Linked DNA regions of Sus scrofa: all the other regions are linked to region 1. The links are chromatin contacts, called in public Hi-C and HiChIP or PLAC-seq maps. All regions are on one chromosome and are shown on one strand. Each heading gives the region's core, a stretch centred on a gene start, on an enhancer-like site or on the middle of the called end of the contact. The rest is flanking DNA. Distances are from core to core; before and after follow the strand shown.

Region 1 (2,700 bases), core at 165-2,664:
CTTGAGATGCCAGTCTAACCTGCACCCCCTATTGTGACAATCCCAAAACTCCCCAAATGGTGTCAGAAGTGCCCTGGCTGGCAGAACCACTGCTATGGAGTGAGAGTAGTTTTCTGTGGGGAGAGATGCTGGCTGGGAAAAGTGCGTTTTCTGAGCAGAACAGAAGAGGTGGATGCGCTGGGATCTGTTAGTGTCCTCTGACCCTCTGTGATGGGTACAGTTTAGTGCAGCGCTTTAATTCTTACAGTGTTATTTTGTGACAGGGTTCGTAAACCTTGGGAGATACCTGCGAACACGTGAGAGGTGTATGAACGTTGTAGCAAAACCAGAAGAGGTGAAAACCCTCTCGTGTTACGTGTTAGGGCAGGAGCAGTAGACTAAGAAGGAACTACCAAGGTGCATTTTGGCTCAGTCTTGTCCTAGGTGTTCCATCTTTTTAAAATCATTTATTCTCCTTTAATCTTTGCCTTTCTCCAGTATAAAAGACGATTAACGAAGTCAGACAAAATAATAAAACAATTAAATGATTAAAATAATATATGTGAAAGCCCTGGATAAACTCTAAATGGCAGGCAAACTGAAGGTATTATTTAAAATGTACTCTTCAATTAGCTGAATGTGGAAGCTACTTGGGTGATCTCTGAGTTTCTGGATTACTCCGCTCAGAAGGTGTCCTCGGGTTGTTTATTGCGTGACTGTGGAGCGTTGCGTTCTTCTTGTTCTCGCTCTTCCTCCCTCCCTCTCGGCTCCTTCTCTCCTTCTCTGGTTTGTTGATTTATGTAGAGATGTCAGTGCTGCAAGAAAGAGGATGGTTATTTTTACTTTCTAGTATGTTCCAGGAGGCAAACGAATTGCTCACCTGGTTAATTACTGATCTCTTCTGTTCCTGCTGTTTAAAAAGGAAAGAAAAACATTTCCAGCTCATTGAGCCACCTGGTGGGTGAGCGTGCTAGGATGATCCTGTCCTCATGAAGGCAGACAGACGGTAGGTCCCAACAACACATCGTATGTGTGTTTGCAGCTTTTTGGCTCTGTTCCACCTTGGTCATAACCTAGCCAGTTAGTGCAGTGGGATTTAAGCTTCTGATCTTTGTCTCAACAAATCAGAAATTGCCAGAAAACGTTTGAACAAATCGTGGAACCCAGTTGTAGTCAAGGGTAGACTCTATCCCCGAAACAAACAGATGACCTAATCCCATGTCAGATGCAGGGACTAAATGATTCATCTCTTAAAAGAGACTTAGAGTCCGTGTTTATGTCCCGAGTGAAAGAGAGAAAATTTGCTTCTTGATCTAAACCAGTTGTAGGAAAATCTTAAGTGTGTCATCTTTTGGAGCAAACATGGTTTGACTTTTGGGTAAGATTCGTGATTAATTACACAAGACCGTCTCCAGAGGCTGGGGTCAGGGATGCTGCGTGTGTTCCTTTGCTGTTTGTAAAGACAGGCTCTCCCGGTGACGTCTCTGGTTGTGATCACCATCAGTGGATTGTTTCTCGTATTCTTGTTTCAAATCTAACAGTCACTGACATGACACATAGCATTTTGCAGCCAGTAAAATATCTCCTGAAAGACGGCTTCCTTCTCAGCAGGAAGCTTTGGAAACTTCCGGAGAAATTTGGCATTCTTTAAGTCAGAGACCACATGAATAATCATCACAGTTTACATGTGAAGAGTCTAAACTGCAGGAAATCACACACACACGCACACACACAAGAGCATTTTATTATGTGCTTGGCTAGGAGTCTGAATGTTTATAGTCTGGGAGCGGATCCTGTGAGCGTCTTTCTGCTGTTAGGGAGTGGCCACGTTCCCACCCCACACCCCCATCTACGGCCTTGGCCTTGGAATCAAAATAGCACTCATCCTACACTTCATAGGACTGGGGAGATGTTTTTCCCCCTTGGCATATTTCTGCAGCTGGAAACTAAGGGAGCAAGGAGGCTGATTAATCGCATTCTGGCTCAGCACGTTAATACTATCCTCTGCATCTCCCAACAGTTTGTTTTGTTTGGTTGTGAGGACCTGTTTCCTTTCTAATGAACTTTTGGTATGTCCTTCTGTGAAGGCTTCTTTTTGGGCCCGTTGGGGTTTCTTTTACCAGCATTGTTACTTTGACCAGAGAGCTGAGCTGCTTCTATCTGTGGGCTTCTGCAGGCACAAGAACTGTGCAGGAATTAGAGCCACAGGATATATGTGAGTGTGTGGTGAGGAGGAGACACCTCTGCTTTTCTTTTTTCTTTTTCTTTTTTTTTTTTTTTCTTTTTAGGGCCGTACCTGTGGCATATGGAAGTTCCCAGGCTAGGGGCTGAATCAGAGCTGCAGCTGCTGGTCTACGCCACAGCCACAGCAGCACTGGATCCGAGCCATGTCTGTAACCTTCGCCACAGCTCACGGCAATGCCAGATCCCTGACCCAGTGGTCGAAGCCAGGGATTGAGCCTGAATCCTTACGGATACTAGTTGGGTTTGTACCCACTGAGCCACATCGGGAACTCCTTATTTTGCACTTTTAAAATTATAGTTGATTTGCGATGCCCTGCCAATTTCTGCTGTACAGCAGAGTGACCCAGTCATACATATACACACATGCTTTTTCTCATATCATCCCCCATCATGTTCTGTTGCCAGAGATTGGACACAGTCCCCTGTGCTGTACAGCAGGACCCCGTTACCCATCCGTTCTAAATGTCAGTTTGCATC
Region 2 (2,700 bases), core at 161-2,660, 170 kb before region 1:
CCCACAGCCTGAGCAGGGCAGACTCCTGAAACCAGAGGAGTCACCCAATCTGTCCTGGTCTAACCCACCAGACGTGAGTGACAAAAAGTCTGATTGTGTAATTTTCTCAGTAAGATGACCTGAGGCTAGTGCCTCGTTTGCTTTCTATAGTCTAGAAAATGATTCTAATGTGTTTTGGATTCTTCCGCACTAAGCATTTTTTTTTTGGCTTGTGAACAGGGCCTGAACTGGGGTTGCCTTATTATAAGACTGTATTTTGAGAACATGTGGTGAAAGTTGGGATTTTCCTCTCCCTCCTTTCTTTTCCTTACTGCTTTAAAAACAAGATAAGCCTGTATGCAAATAGAGTCCCCAGTAACCACAGTAACATTCTCCACCTTATTTATTGAATTGCAGAGTCTTCCTTCACCGATTAAGCTCTATTTGCATACCTTTAACATGAGAAACATTTATTCCAGTAATGAGTCATTTGAGACCTCGTCTGGGTTTATATTCTGAAGCTGGATGTAACAGTGCTAATGCCGGAGGAATGGGTATCTTCTGCCTTCAAACTTCAGGATTTTCTCTGTGCAGAGAGAGACAGAAGAGAGAGAGGCTGCTGGTTTTGGTTTGTTTGTTTAATTCTAAAACGGAACTGGGCCTAAATGAATTAAGGATAATATTTGAAAACATACCTCGTTATTTACTTCGTACCCTAAAGAAATATACACTGTATGACATTTTAATGGTGTCAAGAGAGAAAGAACTTGCTCTTCTCTTCTGGTCTGAATAGAGCTCATCGTATAAAGGGTAATAGCTTTGTCTTCTGAATATTTTCTCCAGCTCGATTGGGATGTAATTGACACATAACACTGTCAGCTTTACTGCACAAGTTCATTTGATACATTCTATTTTACATTTTTAAATGGAAAAAAAAAAAAAAAAAAAGGAAAGAAAGAGAGAAAGAAAAGGCAACCTCAATTCTTTTCTCAGAAAGAACAGGAAGCCTGAAGGAGGAAGTATGTGACAGTTTGTTTTTCAACAAGTTCACGTTATCAAGTGAATGAAATTCCTCTGGAAGCTATAAAAACGAAGATGGAAGGATGGCTGTGTTCAGATAGCACAAAAGACTCCTCAATATTTAGAACCTTTTTTTTTTTCCCAAAGCTAAGTTATTCATGAAAGCCAATTATTGCACTTTTCCAAAAGGAAACACTGAGTCATTCATGAAATGATCTAAGATTTCGAAACACGCTTACACCATTTTTTTTTTTCTCCTCCTTTCCTACCTGTGCCAAAAACAGGCTCAGAAAAGCCAACCAGTAACCGTGGCCTAAATCCAGGAAGCCGGCACCAAATTTGTCCATACTGCGGCAATTTCACAAAGGCTCCCGCTGCCCCAGGGGATCACAGTCCCACCCAAGCACCCTGGTCCAGAGAGGAGGGGCCTCTGTGGCCCCTGCTCTGGAGGGCCTGTGATGAACTAGACACGGTAGTTACTTGGCCATACCCTGGCCTGCCTCCAAGTTTCATATGGAACAGCAGAGGGGCGTGGGCCCACAGATAGGCAGGTCCATGTTCCTAAGAGGCGTTACATATTTATGGCCAGAGCCCTACAGAATTTGGGCAGAGATGGAGTCCAGATGAAAATGTGTTTGGCGAGGAAACACGGACCTCTCGATCCATTTATCAAGAGGGCTTAAGCTTAGGCCATTAAACCCTGTCCAAAAACAGTCAGCCCATGTTCGAGGAGTCGGGAATAAACAGTGAGGGAGGTGGTTTTAACCTCGGGACAGCTGAGGAAGAGTATTTCTAGGGACGAATTTTTAAAAACATGACTTGAGATACATCTGCAAAGAATTGAACCAACCCAAGTTTCTGAACAGGCTCCGTGGAAGCAGCTTATTTCATCTTTGCAAACACCAGTAAGTCCATGTAGATAAATAATGTAGACAAGGAAATCATGTTTTCATCCAAACAATACAGAAGAGCTTGGAATGGTGCCTCTTTAACAGAATGTCTGCATTGTGCCACTAAAAGGATTTCACAGATAGATTATCTTCATATGACTCTGCAAGGTAGAAAGGGGAAGTGTGTTGTCCCATTTCAAAGATTAGGAAACGCTGGCTCAGAGAGACCTTGACCTTTCCAAGGTCACAACGTTAGTCCATTACAGAGCTCAAAGTTAAATCCAGGACTTCTGGCTGAGAGTGCTGGCCTGTCCCTGGGATGCCTGGTGCCTTGTAACCTGAGTCTTGATGTCCCCTTCTGTACATCCAGACTCTGTAAGCTCCTATGCCTGTTGCTTTTACGGCAAGCCCGGGCTTTCCAAGCCCTGGAACTCCCAAGGAATACACGAGTCTTGTTTCTACCCCTTCCCTTGAAGATCCTGGTCCTTTTTCACCACAGAGGATGTACCTGTTTGAGGAGGAAGCAGTTTCGATTCTGCCATTCAAGTAGAATGACTTCCTCTGTTTTCTCCTTGAATGTATTTTTGTCTTAGTTTATCCCGACACCTAAAAAAAAAAAAAAAATCCCAGATTCTGCACTGCGTGAAGGATTTTTCTTAAACAAAACAAAACAAACCCCTTTCTTGTCTACTAAAATGTTACGAATAATCATCAGTACTTTTTATTTTTCTCTGTGTATGTGTATTTATTTTTCACATTTGTTTACAATGATTTTTTTTTTTTGGTTACCGAGGGAAAAATTATTTTTAAA
Region 3 (2,700 bases), core at 111-2,610, 190 kb before region 1:
TTAAAAAAATCTTTTAAAATTAAAAAAAAAAAAAAAAACCTTATCACACACACACCCAGGAAACGCAGCCCGGTGCACCGCCTGCTCAGGGATGGGCAGAGGATCAGGACTCCCGGGGACGGATTTAGGGGAACCTGGGGGGCTGGCTGGGGTGCGCGTCGGGGTCCGCGGCGAGGCCAAGCCCCCTCCCTCGGCCCCTATAGACGCGCCCTCCGCCCGGCCCGTGCGGACGGTCCCGGCCATTGTTTGCGGGGGACGCCTGTTAGGACGCATTGTTTTGGCTGTTTCCAACTTGCCCGGGCCCCTCCCGGGCCATCGCAGGGGTCCCCGCGCCGGCCCGCTCCCTTCCGCCCGCCCCCCACGGCCGAGAGGGCAAACGCGGAGACCTGCCGGCGGAGCCACCCAACTTTTCAGGAACAGCCCCCCACCCAGCCACCCACGCAGCCCCCGGGCCCCCTCCGGCGGGCCCCTCTCTCCCGACCTAGGGAAGGGGGGGGGACTCCCCCGCCCCCAAGCCATCTTGACTGGTTCCATGAGTGAGTGTGATGGTCAAACACAGTACACACCGGGGGCTCGCCCGACACCTTCTCTCCGGTGGAAATGCTCAGAAGCCGGATGGGGAGGGGGCGCCCGAGAGGAGCCGAATAGAGAGTGGGGATGGGGGGGCGGGCGGGGCGGGCAGACAATCTGGGGAGGGGGGCGAGATAACGAGCACCGGAGACTCGAGGGCGGGCTCGGGGGACGCCGGAGGGGCGAGGGCGAGGCGCCCCCCAAGGCCCCGCGCGGGCGGGGGGGCGCGCCCCCTTTACCTGCGGCTCCGGCTCCTCGGCCATTTCCTCGCTCGGCGGCGGCCGGGACTGAACTGACACCACACGAGCGAGCCGAGGTTTGAATGAGGAGGGAGCAGGCGAGGAGGGGAGGGGGCGGGGAAGGCAGGAGGGAGGGGAGGCGACGGGGAGTTTCTCTCGGCCTTTTGTGCGGACACCTCCCGGATTCCGCGCCCGCACCGGCCCCCAAAAGAGGCAGGGGGCCACTGGGCGAGGGGCGAGGCTATCCCTCAGGGCGCCTCAGCGCCTCACTCCTTGAAGACCCCCCCAAAAGCAGCGCCCCCACCCCCACCCCACCCCCGCCCGGAAGATTTGGGGGCCGGGCTCACCTCGGGCGCGGGGCTAAGGTGAGCGGGGCGGGGGGTGCTCACGGGGGGCAAAGGCGCGGGCGCCCCCTACTCGTCCGCGCGGGGACAGTGCAGGCGCGGGGGGTCCCTAGAGCCGCCGGGGCGCGGCGCGTCCGGCGCAGGGGGACTGTTGGGTCAGAAAGTGCTCAGGGAGCAGCTGTTGCGCCCTCCCTCGGCCCGGCAGCTCGGAGACGCCCCGCCTCCTGCCTTCACCGGCCGCCCCGCCCTCGGGCCCGCCCCTCACCCACGTGATCTGCGCAGGCGCGCCCCTGCCCCGCCCACCGCCGAGGACTCCGCCTCCGGAACGCGGGCGAGCCGAGGAGCGCGCGCACTCCCTGTTCTCGCCCTGCGACTCCCGCGCACGCGCGCGCCTTTCACCGCCCCTACACCCCCGCCTCCCGCCATCCGGCTTAACGTGGCCGGCGCGCGCCCGGCAGTTCCAGTGACAGGTATGCGGGGAGGGGGCCCACGAAGGCAGTGCGCAGGCGCAGTTCCAGGCCTCTGCCTCTCCGCTTCCCCCTCCCTTGCAAGGTGTGCCCGGGCGAGGGGAGGGGCTGGTTGCCCGAACTCCTGGGTCATCCGGTATTACTAATAGGCGAAAAGCGTTTACACTTATTTGGGTAGGTGAGGAGACAGCTGTGCACAAACAATATTTTTTCGGATTTTCTTCAAGCATGAGAAAGGTCGATGAATAAAGATGATTAAAATATTTTTAAATTAGTATCTTCATTAAGGCATCCTTTAATGCCTGGTTGCTGGTTTTCTAAAAGGGCAGGGCTTGCGCTGCTGTAAAAACTTGAGATTTCTAAACTTGGCCTAGGTTCCAGGAATCCACTTGGCTTTGATAGAAATCCACGTGGATGAAACCAGGCTTTAAACTAGGGACAAAAACAACAACAAAAACTAGCTTTTCCCCTCTTCACGTAAAGCGTTTCCCAGCCATTTTTTTATTTGCTCACGAAAAAAGAAAAAGTTATGATTCCGAAGGCCAGTGATATTACCCCATTTAAATAAGCCCCTAGGAGGAACCACAGAAGTAACAGTCACATCCACCAAATTCTCTGTCCCAAGATACAAACACAAAAGGGAGCTATGCAAGTCACCACAAACAAAATAGCGAAGTTTTTTGGGTTCTTTGTTTTTCTTTTTTTTTTTTTTTGTATTGGCCTTCAGTGTATCCAAAAGGGGAAATCTTAAAATATATCAAGACAGGCACTTAAAGCATATATTTTAATAAGTCGGGACCCAAAAAAGCCCTACATAAATGCTCTGCTGGTGAGCAATGCAATCCTTAATAAATAAGAAATGGAGTTTAGGGGACAGTTTCTTAGCAAAGGGGAAGAATTTGCCAAGTGTGATGTTTTTGCTGTCATTTTATGTATAACTCCTAACCCCACATATGGTCTGGTTAGTCTTTGTTAAAAAGGAAGCACACCAACTACTTCTCACCATTAATTAGCAGGGCCAGAAGTAGACTCTTAGGCCAGAACTCTTTTTTTTTTCCACTCAAGTATACTAATATTGAT

Evidence for each region. Hi-C and Micro-C count contacts between places; a contact is called where the count stands out from the background. HiChIP or PLAC-seq counts read pairs in DNA pulled down with a chosen protein or histone mark.
Region 2: an H3K27ac HiChIP or PLAC-seq map of alveolar macrophages shows a contact between it and region 1. The contact joins two enhancer-like sites. A contact is called at or near these places in 1 of 5 promoter capture datasets (liver), 3 of 47 Hi-C or Micro-C datasets (adipocytes, fetal skeletal muscle and subcutaneous adipose tissue) and 2 of 2 datasets of contacts at active chromatin or transcription factors (alveolar macrophages and skeletal muscle).
Region 3: a Hi-C map of retroperitoneal adipose tissue shows a contact between it and region 1, with 2.2 times the contacts expected there. The contact joins the promoter of ZNF217 here to the enhancer-like site in region 1. A contact is called at or near these places in 4 of 47 Hi-C or Micro-C datasets (embryonic fibroblasts, omental adipose tissue, retroperitoneal adipose tissue and 1 more) and 2 of 2 datasets of contacts at active chromatin or transcription factors (alveolar macrophages and skeletal muscle).

What each region holds. Positions count from the first base shown.
Region 1 is chr17:54,821,882-54,824,581 of Sscrofa11.1, forward strand. The region is part of intron 1 of LOC110257493 (a long non-coding RNA gene); the gene reads left to right. Among named protein-coding and RNA genes, the nearest start is that of ZNF217, 190 kb to the left of the region's middle. Within about 2 kb of position 1,415, at least 37 of the 83 cell types and tissues checked have an H3K27ac peak or open chromatin away from gene starts, as enhancers often do. A contact at or near this core is called in alveolar macrophages, liver, omental adipose tissue and 3 more, where this site is marked.
Region 2 is chr17:54,656,706-54,659,405 of Sscrofa11.1, forward strand. LOC106506721 (a long non-coding RNA gene) reads right to left here. Exons shown (of 4, transcript XR_001302218.2): 3 at 2,398-2,495; 4 at 1-565. Among named protein-coding and RNA genes, the nearest start is that of ZNF217, 26 kb to the left of the region's middle. Within about 2 kb of position 1,411, at least 38 of the 83 cell types and tissues checked have an H3K27ac peak or open chromatin away from gene starts, as enhancers often do. A contact at or near this core is called in alveolar macrophages, liver and subcutaneous adipose tissue, where this site is marked.
Region 3 is chr17:54,630,395-54,633,094 of Sscrofa11.1, forward strand. It overlaps ZNF217 (zinc finger protein 217), which reads right to left and starts at 1,361. Exons shown (of 6, transcript NM_001123217.1): 1 at 1,157-1,361.